Regions from separate parts of the Mus musculus genome. Here all the other regions are linked to region 4. The links are chromatin contacts, called in public ChIA-PET, Hi-C and HiChIP or PLAC-seq maps. All regions are on one chromosome and are shown on one strand. Each heading gives the region's core, a stretch centred on a gene start, on an enhancer-like site or on the middle of the called end of the contact. The rest is flanking DNA. Distances are from core to core; before and after follow the strand shown.

The links. Hi-C and Micro-C count contacts between places; a contact is called where the count stands out from the background. ChIA-PET counts read pairs in DNA pulled down with a chosen protein or histone mark. HiChIP or PLAC-seq counts read pairs in DNA pulled down with a chosen protein or histone mark.
Region 1: an HNF4G HiChIP or PLAC-seq map of pancreatic cancer cells shows a contact between it and region 4. The contact joins the promoter of Neurod2 here to the promoter of Rara in region 4. A contact is called at or near these places in 1 of 39 promoter capture datasets (pre-B cells) and 1 of 115 datasets of contacts at active chromatin or transcription factors (pancreatic cancer cells).
Region 2: a Hi-C map of CD8 T cells shows a contact between it and region 4, with 8 times the contacts expected there. The contact joins the promoter of Arl5c here to the promoter of Rara in region 4. A contact is called at or near these places in 1 of 484 Hi-C or Micro-C datasets (CD8 T cells), 1 of 115 datasets of contacts at active chromatin or transcription factors (memory CD8 T cells) and 1 of 9 other capture datasets (liver).
Region 3: an RNA polymerase II ChIA-PET map of memory CD8 T cells shows a contact between it and region 4, with 9 read pairs. The contact joins the promoter of Stard3 here to the promoter of Rara in region 4. A contact is called at or near these places in 2 of 115 datasets of contacts at active chromatin or transcription factors (memory CD8 T cells and pancreatic cancer cells).

Annotation. Positions count from the first base shown.
Region 1 is chr11:98,328,159-98,330,945 of GRCm38.p6, reverse strand. Neurod2 (neurogenic differentiation 2) reads left to right here and starts at 1,301. Exons shown (of 2, transcript NM_010895.3): 1 at 1,301-1,512; 2 at 2,605-2,787. The coding sequence starts at 2,610.
Region 2 is chr11:97,994,746-97,997,574 of GRCm38.p6, reverse strand. It overlaps Arl5c (ADP-ribosylation factor-like 5C), which reads left to right and starts at 1,402. Exons shown (of 6, transcript NM_207231.1): 1 at 1,402-1,757; 2 at 2,448-2,508. The coding sequence starts at 1,712.
Region 3 is chr11:98,356,879-98,359,643 of GRCm38.p6, reverse strand. Stard3 (START domain containing 3) reads right to left here and starts at 1,276. Exons shown (of 15, transcript NM_021547.3): 1 at 1,136-1,276. It overlaps Ppp1r1b (protein phosphatase 1, regulatory inhibitor subunit 1B), which reads right to left. Exons shown (of 7, transcript NM_144828.2): 6 at 2,697-2,765; 7 at 1,848-2,611. The coding sequence ends at 2,574. It overlaps 1700003D09Rik (RIKEN cDNA 1700003D09 gene), which reads left to right and starts at 1,361. Exons shown (of 3, transcript NR_045477.1): 1 at 1,361-1,407.
Region 4 is chr11:98,936,292-98,939,116 of GRCm38.p6, reverse strand. It overlaps Rara (retinoic acid receptor, alpha), which reads right to left and starts at 1,421. Exons shown (of 9, transcript NM_009024.2): 1 at 1,238-1,421. It overlaps Gm46294, which reads left to right. Exons shown (of 3, transcript XR_003949771.1): 2 at 915-1,193; 3 at 1,576-1,854.

The DNA.
Region 1 (2,787 bases), core at 52-2,551, 610 kb after region 4:
GGAAGGTGGGTGTGTCGGAAGCTCCTCCCTTTAACCTGTACCATTTGCATCTGTGTCTGGCAGGATAGGAACCTTGCAAGGGGAACTGTAAAATAAAGCATCCATTTCCTACCTCCCTCAGCAAGACACCTGTCTGGTCTTCTCCTCTCTGGCCTCTCCTGTGACTGATGGGGTCAGCCTCTGTGGCTTTTGTATTTTCTGCAGAGAGGAAGAGTGCTGGGTCCTGTCTAAAAACTCTAAGCGGCCTGCAACCAGTCATACCCTTTCCTTCAGCTAACCAAATCAGAAGGCCAAAAGAGAGGCATTGGTGGATGGCCTACCTGGCAAGGATCAGGGGTGGTAAGGCCTCAGTGACTCAAGAAGGAGGAGGAAGAGGAGGAAGAGGGCTTCTGGGTTAGGAATCCAGATCTGTGCCCACCTTAACCCAGATAGGGACACATAGCTCATCTCCAAATCCCTCCCCACCCCACCCCACCATACATTTGCCCTTGACACCCAAGGAAAGATCTCCTGTGTGATGACTACACAGATAGACACACATGTCCCCACAGACACACACACACACACACACACACACACACACATGAGCACTCGCGTGCGCACGCACAACACGCCCATGCAGAGGCACAGACACCCAGGGAGGCAAATCTTTCCCTTTCTCTGTCTTTCCCTTGGTTTGAATTTTGTTCAGCCACATATGTTGTGTGTGCGTGAGGGTGGGTGGGGGAGGGGCAGACAGGGATGAGGAATGGCATGGTGCCAGCATCTACCTATGGGGCTTGGGCCAGGGATGCCCCCCACACCCACCCTGGAAGGAGCCTCAGCTGTCCCTTTGTGGTGGAGGGGATTCTCTTGGGGAGCGGCAGTAAGCACCGAGGTCCCTTCTCCACACCCCAGGGTCTGGTCCTGACCCACCTTAGGGACCTGGAGACAGGGAAATGGACAGATCAAGACCCTGGAGAGAGCCCTGAATTGGCCTGGCAACCACAAACCGCCAATTCCCAGACTTGCCACCCCATTGTTCCCATGTGGGGGGTTCTATATCTGAGGGGGGCAAATCCTCCCACCTCCCTCTCAATCTCTGCTTTTCCTGCGTTGGGCGGGGAGGGGAGGGCGGCAGAGATATTTATTTATTTCCTTTATTTATTTAATTTTTTTTTTTTTTTTTGGAGTAGAGAGTGACAGATGGCGGCGGGTCCCGGGGGAGCCGGCTCTCCCCCAATGCAGACGCATGCCAATCACCGTCTCTCATGTGATAGCTGCTGCCCGTGACGTGCCAAGCCCATATGGCCTGGCATAGAGGCTGGTACCCCGCCTGGTAGAGATGCCACACTCGCTCCGCGGCTCGCATGGCGCTCTGAAGACGCCGGCGCCCGCCGCCTTGAGGAACCGCTGCCCCCGCTCCCTGAAGATGGGGGAACAATGAAATAAGCGAGAAGATTCCTCTTCTCCCCCCTCTCTCTCTTGCCCCCTCCCCCCTCCCCTCCCCTCTCCCCTTGACTCCTCTCTGAGGTAAGTTGTCCGAGAGGGAGCTAGATCTGACCTGCTATTAGTGGTGGGGGGGCGCTGCTTCGGACATGGAAGTCCCCCCCAGTTCTCCTATTCCTGGGACCCTACCCCCTTACGGGATGGGCAGCGGGGGCGCCCCGTGTTCTCTCTCCCATTGGGGCCGCAGCTTAAGGGGCTGCGGAAGGAGATGGTATGCCTAGGATGGGCTGAGGGGGAAGGGTCATGAGGCACTCGAAGAAGCGAAGATGGGACCCCCCCCATGACTGTCCCGAAGGAACCTGTGACCTTTTCCCACCACCAAAAAAGATAAGCAAACAAATAAATTTGGATTTTTCCCCAAGGATCTCAAAATACAACGAGATCTGTAGAGACGTGTGGGAGGGAGGGAGTTTGAAGAGGGGAAGAGGGTCCCTGACCGCAAGGGAGACGAACAGGGTTCGCTTTTGGGTCTCCTCCCCACGCCCGGCTTCTTCAGTCCCCGCACCCGGAGCCCGCTCCGGGAGACCCGTAAGCAGCAGCTAGAGAGGAGACGGTGCTCCGGTGTCTAGAATTGGGGCTGCGGGGGTGGGGGCCCGGCCGGGGGCGGCGCGCGGCCAACTTGCAAATTGGATTAGGGAGCTTGGGGGTGAGAGGCACCGGAGGGCTTGGGGAGCCAGGCCGAGGGGCCGGACCGTGGAGAGGAGGAACCGGGGCAGCGTCCCCACGGCGGCCGCCCAGCTTCTCTCCGTCACCGGGAGAGAGCTGGCTTTCGGGCGAGAGCACCGCCTCCCCGGGAAGATGGACCTGGTCCCTTAACCCCCCACCTGGTCAAGCTCTCTGGGACCCCGACACCGGCCGAGAGCAGCTTCCTTCCGGGCCAGGGGCGGAGCAGGAGCCCGGATCTCGGGCAAGGGCCTGGGCCGCGGTCCCCCACTGGCAGCCGGGCAGGGCTGGGCCGGCTCTGGGCGGGGCAGCAGGACGTAGTGGGCATCGGGGGCCCCTGAGCTGGGGCGCTCACGGAGACTTGGGGGGTGGAGGCGGGTTGGGGGGTCGTGGTGACCCCGGCGCGCCCCTCACTCTGTGCTGTCTGTCTCCCCGCCCCCGGGGCGCCCTCAGGCACCATGCTGACCCGCCTGTTCAGCGAGCCCGGCCTCCTCTCGGACGTGCCCAAGTTCGCCAGCTGGGGCGACGGCGACGACGACGAGCCGAGGAGCGACAAGGGCGACGCGCCGCCGCAGCCTCCTCCTGCTCCCGGGTCGGGGGCTCCAGGACCCGCCCGGGCCGCCAAGCCAGTGTCTC
Region 2 (2,829 bases), core at 153-2,652, 940 kb after region 4:
GTGCCTTTTTTCACTTCTCTTTAGATTTTTTTCTGGGTTTCTCCCAGGTTGTGAAATTCACAAACAACACATTGGTTTTTTTTCTCCCTCTTCCTGCTGGGGCTGCTACTTTCCTCGTGACCCACAAACCCACTGTTGGGTCTACCTGCTGCTGGAGCCTGTGAGGCCAGAAGGCCACTCAGAAGTTTGAGGCAGGAGGATTGCTGGAGTTCAGGAGTTTAAAGCCAGCCAGGGTGACAGATTATATATTTAGGTCCTCTGAAAATAACAAACAAATCAACAAATAAAAAGACTTTTCCCTCTGCTGAGAGAGACTGGCTGGTTTAGATTGTAAAAGACAATCTCACTATGTAGCCCAGGCTCGGTATTTATTGTTTCATTTCCTTTGGAATGGGGAAGGGGCATGGAACTCACTCTGTAGACCAGGCTGGCCTCAAACTCAGAGATCCACCTGCTTCTGTCTCCCAAATGCTGGGATTAAAGGTGTGTGCCACCATGCCCAGCAATCATGGTGATTTAAATTTTTTATTTTTATTACTTTTAATTATATATTGGTGTGTGCATTTGCATGTGGGTATTGCACAGAGTGCAGAAGCCAGAAGCAACAAGTTCCCTGGACCCAGAGTTAATAGAGAGTCCTTATCTGTCTATGGTGGCTGCTGGGAACAGAACTTGGTCCTCTGGAAGAGCAACACGTGCTCTTAACTGCTGAACCATCTCCTCAGACTGTGGCCTGCAGGTTGCATGCAATTGCATGTAGCTAAGGATAGCTGTGAATGCCATCTAACACAAAATGGGAAAAATTACAATACTATGTAATTAGGGGCTAGAGAGAGGGCTCAACAGTTAAAAGCACTTGCTGCTCTTTAAGAGGACCTGAGTTGGGTTTCCAGTATCCAAGCTAGGATCTGAGTACCTCGTCTGGCTTCCAAAGGTATACATGTATTTAAACATATGGCATGTGGTTCAGCGTGCGTGCACGTGAAAACACACACACACACACACACACACACACAAAATCTTAAAATGCTGGGCTTGGTGGCACACACCTTTAATCCCAGCACTCAGGAGGCAGAGGCAGGTGGATCTCTGATGTTGGAGTCCAGTCTGGTCTACAGAGAGTTCTAGGACTGTCAGGGCTACACAGAGAAACCCTGTCTCAAAAAACAAAAACAAACAAGCAAACAAAAAGTTTTAAAAAATTACTAGATTGGATTAGCAAAACATTTTGAGATTCTTTGTTGTTTGTTTTGTAACTGAGTTGCAGGGTTCTTCAGTCTGAACTTTGTAGATGAGGATGCTGTGTCTCAATGTGAGAAAGCTGGACCGCCCTTGGAGGGTTTCCCCCCAGCGGTGGCTTTTGGAGAGGAAGAGCAGACATTTTGCACATTGCTCACTCTACTCGCAACACTAAAGCAGATAGTTCCAACTTCAGTTTTCTCAGGGTAAAGAGGACTCTGGGATTTTCCTTGCACTTTCCTGCCCCTAGACAAATACCTAGTCTTCGTGGTGACGCCACTCAGACCCTCAGCACCGAGAAAGAGCCAGCGTCCGGTGGGATTCCCAGGTCTCGAGGGTGACGCTTGGGGTTCCGCACATTTGATAGGAGCAGCGGGTCTGGCCCTCCCCCAGGCAGGGCTTTGAAGATTTGGGGCCAGACTCTGGTCCTGGAGGCTGCTGAGCCCCGCCCGCCCCCAGCTCCGGGAGTGCCATGGGACAGCTGATAGCCAAGCTGATGCGAATCTTTGGGAGTCAGGGTAAGCGGCGCACCGGGCAGCCCAGTGACCTCTTTGATTCCGCTGTCTTCTGGGGCTCTTGGGATTTTGGAGTCGTCCGTGAAGACTGACTGGGAACCTTGCGCTGCTAGAGTTGGATTTGTGCACTCCCATACTCTCCATGGCCTCCTGCCTGCTCTCCTCCCACAAGCCCCCCGCCCCCCACCTTGACCCCGCGCTTCAGTGTGCCCAGTGCACAGGGGTGGGAGAGCCTTCTGCCTCTGACCCCACCACCCAGCTGAGCTGTGTGCGACCCTGAGGGCCCCCAAAGTCAATTTCCTGAGATTGTGATTTAGAGCCCAGTGTGCTTCGGACCCTTTAGACGATCGCTGTCTAGAAATGTAGACGGAGGTGGGGTAGGGGGTCAGGAGGGGTGCAGGGGTCCGGTCCGATGGCAAGTGAAACGGTACAGTCTTCGACAGAGGTCCCCCGGACCGCGTTTCTCTGAGCATCCTAGGAAATTGGGGGGGGGGGCGCACACAGAAAGCTGAGATACCGAGCTTTAGCTCGGAGATTGCCAAGGGATGTGTGGAGCCGGGAGAGAAGGCATCCATTCATCCAGACAAGAGCAGAGGGTGAGGAAGAGGCCAGGACGAGAAGCCTACTAGGGACACCCACGCCCGCAGTCGTCCGGGTTGGCTCTGACCTTGCCCTTCCCCTGGATGCCTCCAGAGCACAAAGTCATTATCGTGGGACTGGACAATGCAGGGAAGACCACCATTCTCTACCAGTTGTAAGTAACTACTGGGTGGATAGAGTGGGCTGGGCCTCACACTAGACTGATAGTCATTTGCACCAATCACCAGAGCCCTTCCCTGGGTTAGTGGGTAGTTGTAGACAAGAAGTGATGGGAAGACGCTGGTATGACCTTCCTGATTTAGTGGCTGCTGGCCTGGATTTGGATCCCGCCAGCAATGGGTGACTTCAGGTCCCACGGCCTCCCGCGATCTACCCTGCCAAACACATTTCAGTCCTGGCAGGTGTGGAATGCCAGGCGGTTTCTCGCCTCGCTGCTCTTGGCTCCCCCTGGCGGCAGGACCCTTATCTTCTCACC
Region 3 (2,765 bases), core at 27-2,526, 580 kb after region 4:
GCCCAGCAGATCAGAGAGGAAAGAGGTGCTGCTATATACACGAAGAACCCTATGTGAGCCAGGCACATCTTACAGTAAACAAGCACACAGTCGTTTCCCCACAGGCAATGGGAAGCAAGCAAGTGACATAACCAGACTCGTGATATAAAAGTCTGCAAGAGCTAGATTCTGAAGACTTGCCTGCAAGCAATTAGGACCACAAGCTGCTGGAAATGTCCAGAGACACGTCAACAAGGGTAGTGACAGAGAAGGTTCAGGGAGTTAGCTATACTGGCACCTCTGAGCAAACAGGGTTAAAAGATGTTAAGGCAATTCCGGAGTTTTTCTCCTGGATAAGACAAGAGTGGAAGGATAAATTTACAGAGAAAAGATCAGCTCACGTTTGAAACCTGTGAGATCATCCCAAAGTGAAGGTATCCCATAGGCATAATTGACAGGCAGCTAATTTGGAGCCCAGGAAGGGGATGTGCTGCTATCGTCCATCTGAATATTCAGTGAACGTGAACTTGATGCGACAACAGTGGATGAGGCCATCCAGGATCAATGCACAGTGAGGCGGGTTGGGCCAGCGTGAACGTAAAGAGATTCTTCTGCCCTCTTGTCAGAGAGGTAAGAGGAAAAATCAGGAAATATTGGGGAGTCAAAGGGTGGAAGTATGTCAGGAATGAAAGCCAACAGTAGCAAGCACTTCTGAGAAGAGTTTAAAGAGCCTTCTTTCTGATATCGTTGGGAAGCTATGCGTGGATGTTTCCAACGGAAGTTGTGGGAAACAGCGGGTGGCAGAGAGGCAGCCGATTAGTATGTTTTTCCCTGAGTCTGGCCCCTTCCCACACCCAATTCTGTCCCCCATAATACTTAGATACCGACTCCTTGCCTCTCCTCTTACTATAAAGAAGGCTTAGGAAAGCGGCCGCAGACGTCCTCCGGACCCTCTCGGGTAAAGACCAAGACACCCCCTCCCCAGCCCTGCGCGCGCAGCAGCGAGTGGAGAGGAAGGGGGCGGAACCCGGAGCGCGAGGGGTGTGGGCTGGGTCGGACCGAACCAAAGACGGACACCGGGCAGGAAAGCGGGATCCGTCGGGTAGAGACAGCTCTTGTACCACCGCCCGGTGCCTGCGACCGCCGCACAACCCACCTGCTTCATGTCACCACGGCCCCCACTCTTCCTGCCTCAGCCGCAGTCCCGCTCCACGGCCTGGCAACTCCTCAGAGCGGAAGGAGAGCTCCCGGCGGCGCTACTTCCGCCGCTGAGCCCGTCCCCCCCGAGCCCGCCCCCAAAGCCAACCCGCCCCCCCGAGCCCGCCCCCAAAGCCAATCGGGATTCGTGTGACCCTGAAGCTCCGCCCCGGTCCGCCCCTCTCTCGGAGACGAGGTCCGGAAGCGGAGCCACAACCGAAGTTAAACTGTGTAAGACCGTGCAGGAGCAAGGGATAAAACCCCAGGGTGTCTTGGTTATTAGATCATACAGGCCTGACACTGTGGAGTGAAGGGGAACTGTGTGAGGGCCGATTTGTGAGCACAAGTCCCTTGGAGAAATCCATTTTTCGTTTTTGAGACGTTCTCAGGTTGGCCACGAACTCAGCCTTCCAAGTTCTGAGATTACTGACGCGCAGCACCACATCCATCACACATATTTAAAGGACCTTTGTTCTCCCCTGGCTTTTAGCCATCTCCCTCAGGAGCTAGTATGTCTGCCATGCGTATAGCCTGCAGGAAAGGCTCCTTCCTGGGAAGGGCTGGACACGAGAGGCAAGATCCTGACCCTAAGATAACCACCATTTTTCCTGTCAGAACATACCATTACTTCCCGGTCTCTCCTCCCTCCCCTGAAAGAGGAGTCTCAGGACAATTATTTACAAAGATTTATTACAGCGTAGGAGGGGTTCAGGCCTAGAGTAAGGGAAGAAGGGGAAGGGAACCAAGTTGCTGGAGGACAAGGAGAACCAGGCTCCCCCCACTGTGTGGCCCCCTAAGGACAGATAGTAAGTGCATTCCTGGCACCAAAGCACAAACAAAACGCAGCAAGCAGCCTCTGCCAGTCCATCTTGCAGGCACCCAGCAGGAATGGGATACTAAGGGAGGGACATGTTGAGGCTCTGCAAAGAATGCGTGAGACCTGAGCCCTGGTTGAAGTCTATGAGAGGGTTGGGGACTCAACGCCCACCACTGGTAGGGGAAGGAGGAGATCTCAGGGCACCTGTAGGCTCTCAGTACCTCCTTTCCCCAGATCTTAGGACCTGCCCTGTGGGTCTCCTGTGCCCAGGGGAGAGAATCTGGAGAGGGAGGGGACTTGTGGAGAATAAATGGTTGTTTATGGCCTTCTGGGGTTTCCAGTGTGGGCTCTCTCACCTCCCTACTCCCACCGGGTAAATAGAAGAATGACTGGCAGGGAAAGGCATTGGGGACTCTGGGCTTCAGCCAAAGCAAACAGAGACCAGCCTTAGTCTTCTAAAAGTCAGAAGCCGCAGCCCTAGCAGGTGAAAGACAGGGTACAAAGGAGGGTGGGGACAGAGTGGGTTTCTGGGGAACACTTCCTCCTGGGAGATACAGGGCTCTGAGCTTATGTGCCAGGCTCAGGGGGGGCTGGGATGCTGAGGTTCCTCTCCAGGCTCTGAAAGACAAATAAAGAGGACTCAAGGCCAGGCTTGGCCCATGAGGTTCCCACCCACCTCCCCAGCCCACACTCCAAAGCTCACCACTTAGTGTTGCTCTGCCTTCCACTTGGTCCTCAGAGTTTCCATCTCTCTGGGGCTCATCCAGAGGAG
Region 4 (2,825 bases), core at 172-2,671:
TTGGGGGTCTGAACCCTAATTTCCTCACAGGACATCAGAGTCCTTACTGGATAATATCCTCCCCCGCCACTCCCCCACTCGCGTGCCCCAAGTTTTGCCTTGTGAAGATAAAAGATGACAAATCTGAGTCCCATCCCCGGGCTGATGGGGTGATCAAGGGCAGAACTGAGAGCAAAGGGTAGCAATTCTGTTGGAAAACATCCACACATACATGTGCACACGGTCCACAGGTAGAAGGTAGCCATCTGGCTGCAACATCGGGAGCTGGCATCAGGTAAGGAGCAAGGGGTACCATCCCTTCCATGCCAGCATGCTGGGCATCCTATCCAAGACGGGATGAATAGTGGAGGGGCAGGGCAAGAAACTTCCCAAGACTCAGTTTGTTGTTGTTGTTGTTGCTTTTTAAATTATTTCCATATGAGCTAGCCCCCACCCCCAGCCTTGCACACTGGGGAATCTGTCCCCCTTTCCCACGAACAGTAAGACAGCAGGGCAGTGCCCAGAGAGAAAAGGAGACACAGTTAAACTGATCTGCCAACCACCCCTCAACATACACACATCTGGCTAGCAGCTTCCAAGCCTCGTGGGTGGCACTAAATCCCAGACATCCTCAGCGAAGCAAGGTCGGCCAGTCTATTCTGTCCTTCCCTCACCCCAAAAGGCTTCCACAAGCCCCAAGTAACACAAAACTCAGGCGCGTCTCACCCAACTGCTCTGGCTCCCGCACCCAATTCTGACGGCTCCCCCACACTCCAACCGAGACACCAGCTGAGCGGGCCCCGCCCCCCCAGCCAGTTCCCTCTGGTGGGGGTGGGCCCCTGGCTGATTCTCCCCAAACCACAGGGCGGCTCAGGTAACAGGAGAAAGAGTAGGAGGGGGCTAGTCCGTTGGGCATCTGATCTCTCCCCAAACAGGTTTCAAGAAGTCTTTTTGTTTGGTTTGGGTTTGAAGAGAAAAGAGAGTTCCCAGCAGTAGATCCGCCACGACTGGAGCGCCGAGGACACGCGCGGCAGGCGGCCGCAGAAGCCTCAAGGCTGTGCGCGCGAAGACGCGGCGCAGACGGGGCTCCCCAACCCCGGACACGCCAGCGGCAGGCTGGGAAGTCCAGGAAACCCCAGGTCCCCGTCGAAACTGCCGGGCACCCAGTCCCCGCCCGCAGTTCCCATCCAGAGTGGGCCACCGGGCCCCGAAGTGTGAGAGAATCGAGGGTTCCCCAGGGTTCCAGGGGAGAGGTTACCTCGAAGCGAGGGGATGCAACCCGTCTGCGTGTCTGCGGGCACAGGGTCTGCCCCAAGCAGGCGCCGCGGCGCTGCCCGGCGTCAGGGGTGTGGGGTCCTCCGAGAGGAGCCGTCCGGGGGGCCGCAGCTCAGGGGCGCGGGGCGACGGCAGCGGCCATGGCGAGTCACGTGCAGAGGCTGAAACTTTACCCGGAGCCCTAGACTGGGGGGGGCGGAGGGTATGGAGCTGGGGTGGGAGGGAGGCCCCCCTGCCGCAGGCCCGCCCCTGCATGCCACGGGCCAATCACTAACCGGGGGCGGGTCCTCATGCTCACACCCGCCCCTCTCTCCTTAATAGACCCAGGGAAGGGCGAGTCTTAAAGGAGACGCTTCCAGCTAGTGGCCGGACCGTGGGAATCTGGGAGAATCCCTCCCTCAACACGCCAGAAAGAGATTCGGGGTGTGTGTGTGTGGGGGGGGGGGCGGTGTGAAGTTCAGAGAAAAGAATAAATTACGACTCGGCGGTGAACGAACCTCAGGGTGCGGGATCCTACACACACTCCCTTTCCCCACCCCCCACCCCGCTACACGCCCACACTCACAGAGACACACACACATCACACACACCTACCAAACCTGGGAAGAAAGGAGGTGGTGTAATATGGAGAACGCACTGACTCCTGCCCCAGCTGTCAAGTCTCTGTCTCTCCTAATCACAATCCTCCGGGGCCAGCTGAAACTGAAAGCTATCTGACCTTGAGCAAAACACTTGGCTCCTCTGGACCTTAGTATTTCTCATCTGTAAAGCCGAAGTACAAAGGGAAGACCGTCTTCTCCATAGAACATCCTTCTTTCCCAAACACCTCTCCGGCTTGAGTAGGTTAGAGGAAATTTCTAGCTCAACTGAATCCCTTCGAGTAGCTAGAAATATGGTCACCCCAAGCCAGCTCTTTGGACGGCCTGGAGTCGCTCTCCATTCTAGAAGACCCACTTGAGGGCCGAGGGCAGTTCATACATGTTCCAGGAGGACAGGATCTGAACCACACTCCATCTCCAGACCTCAATTCCCAACTGTCACAAGCCCCCTCCGGGCCAGCCGGAGGTTAAGGTTTCCACCTCTAACACTGCACTGGAGGAGGGTGAGTCCACTATGCAGTGCCTACCTCACCCGAGTTCCCGGGCAGAGAAGTGGCAACTGCCCCCCACAGGACATCCCACTGGCAAGGGAAGTGCCACACACCCAGGCCTCCACCCTGGGGACGCTCAGTCTAATCCGATGTCCGGATTTTCAGACTAAGAACAGGAGGTCCGAGGCCCATATGGGATTTTGTCCACGGTTGCATGGGTGTCTGAACCGGGCCTAGAACTAGAATATCTGCTTGTCTCTCTGTGGCTTTGCTCTGGCGGCCTTGGAAGGTAGGTAGCACAGCTCAGGTCCGTGGGACACTCTGTCCAGAGGTCGGACGCAAGGGAAAACTCCGCAAAGCGGTGCAGCGCTTCCCCAGACCCTTGCCGCCCCGCTGGGCTAGCGCAGTCTCCCGCTCCCGTCTGGATTTCCGCCGGGGCGAACCACCCGCCCAGCCCCTCTCTTGCCGCCCCGCCCCGATC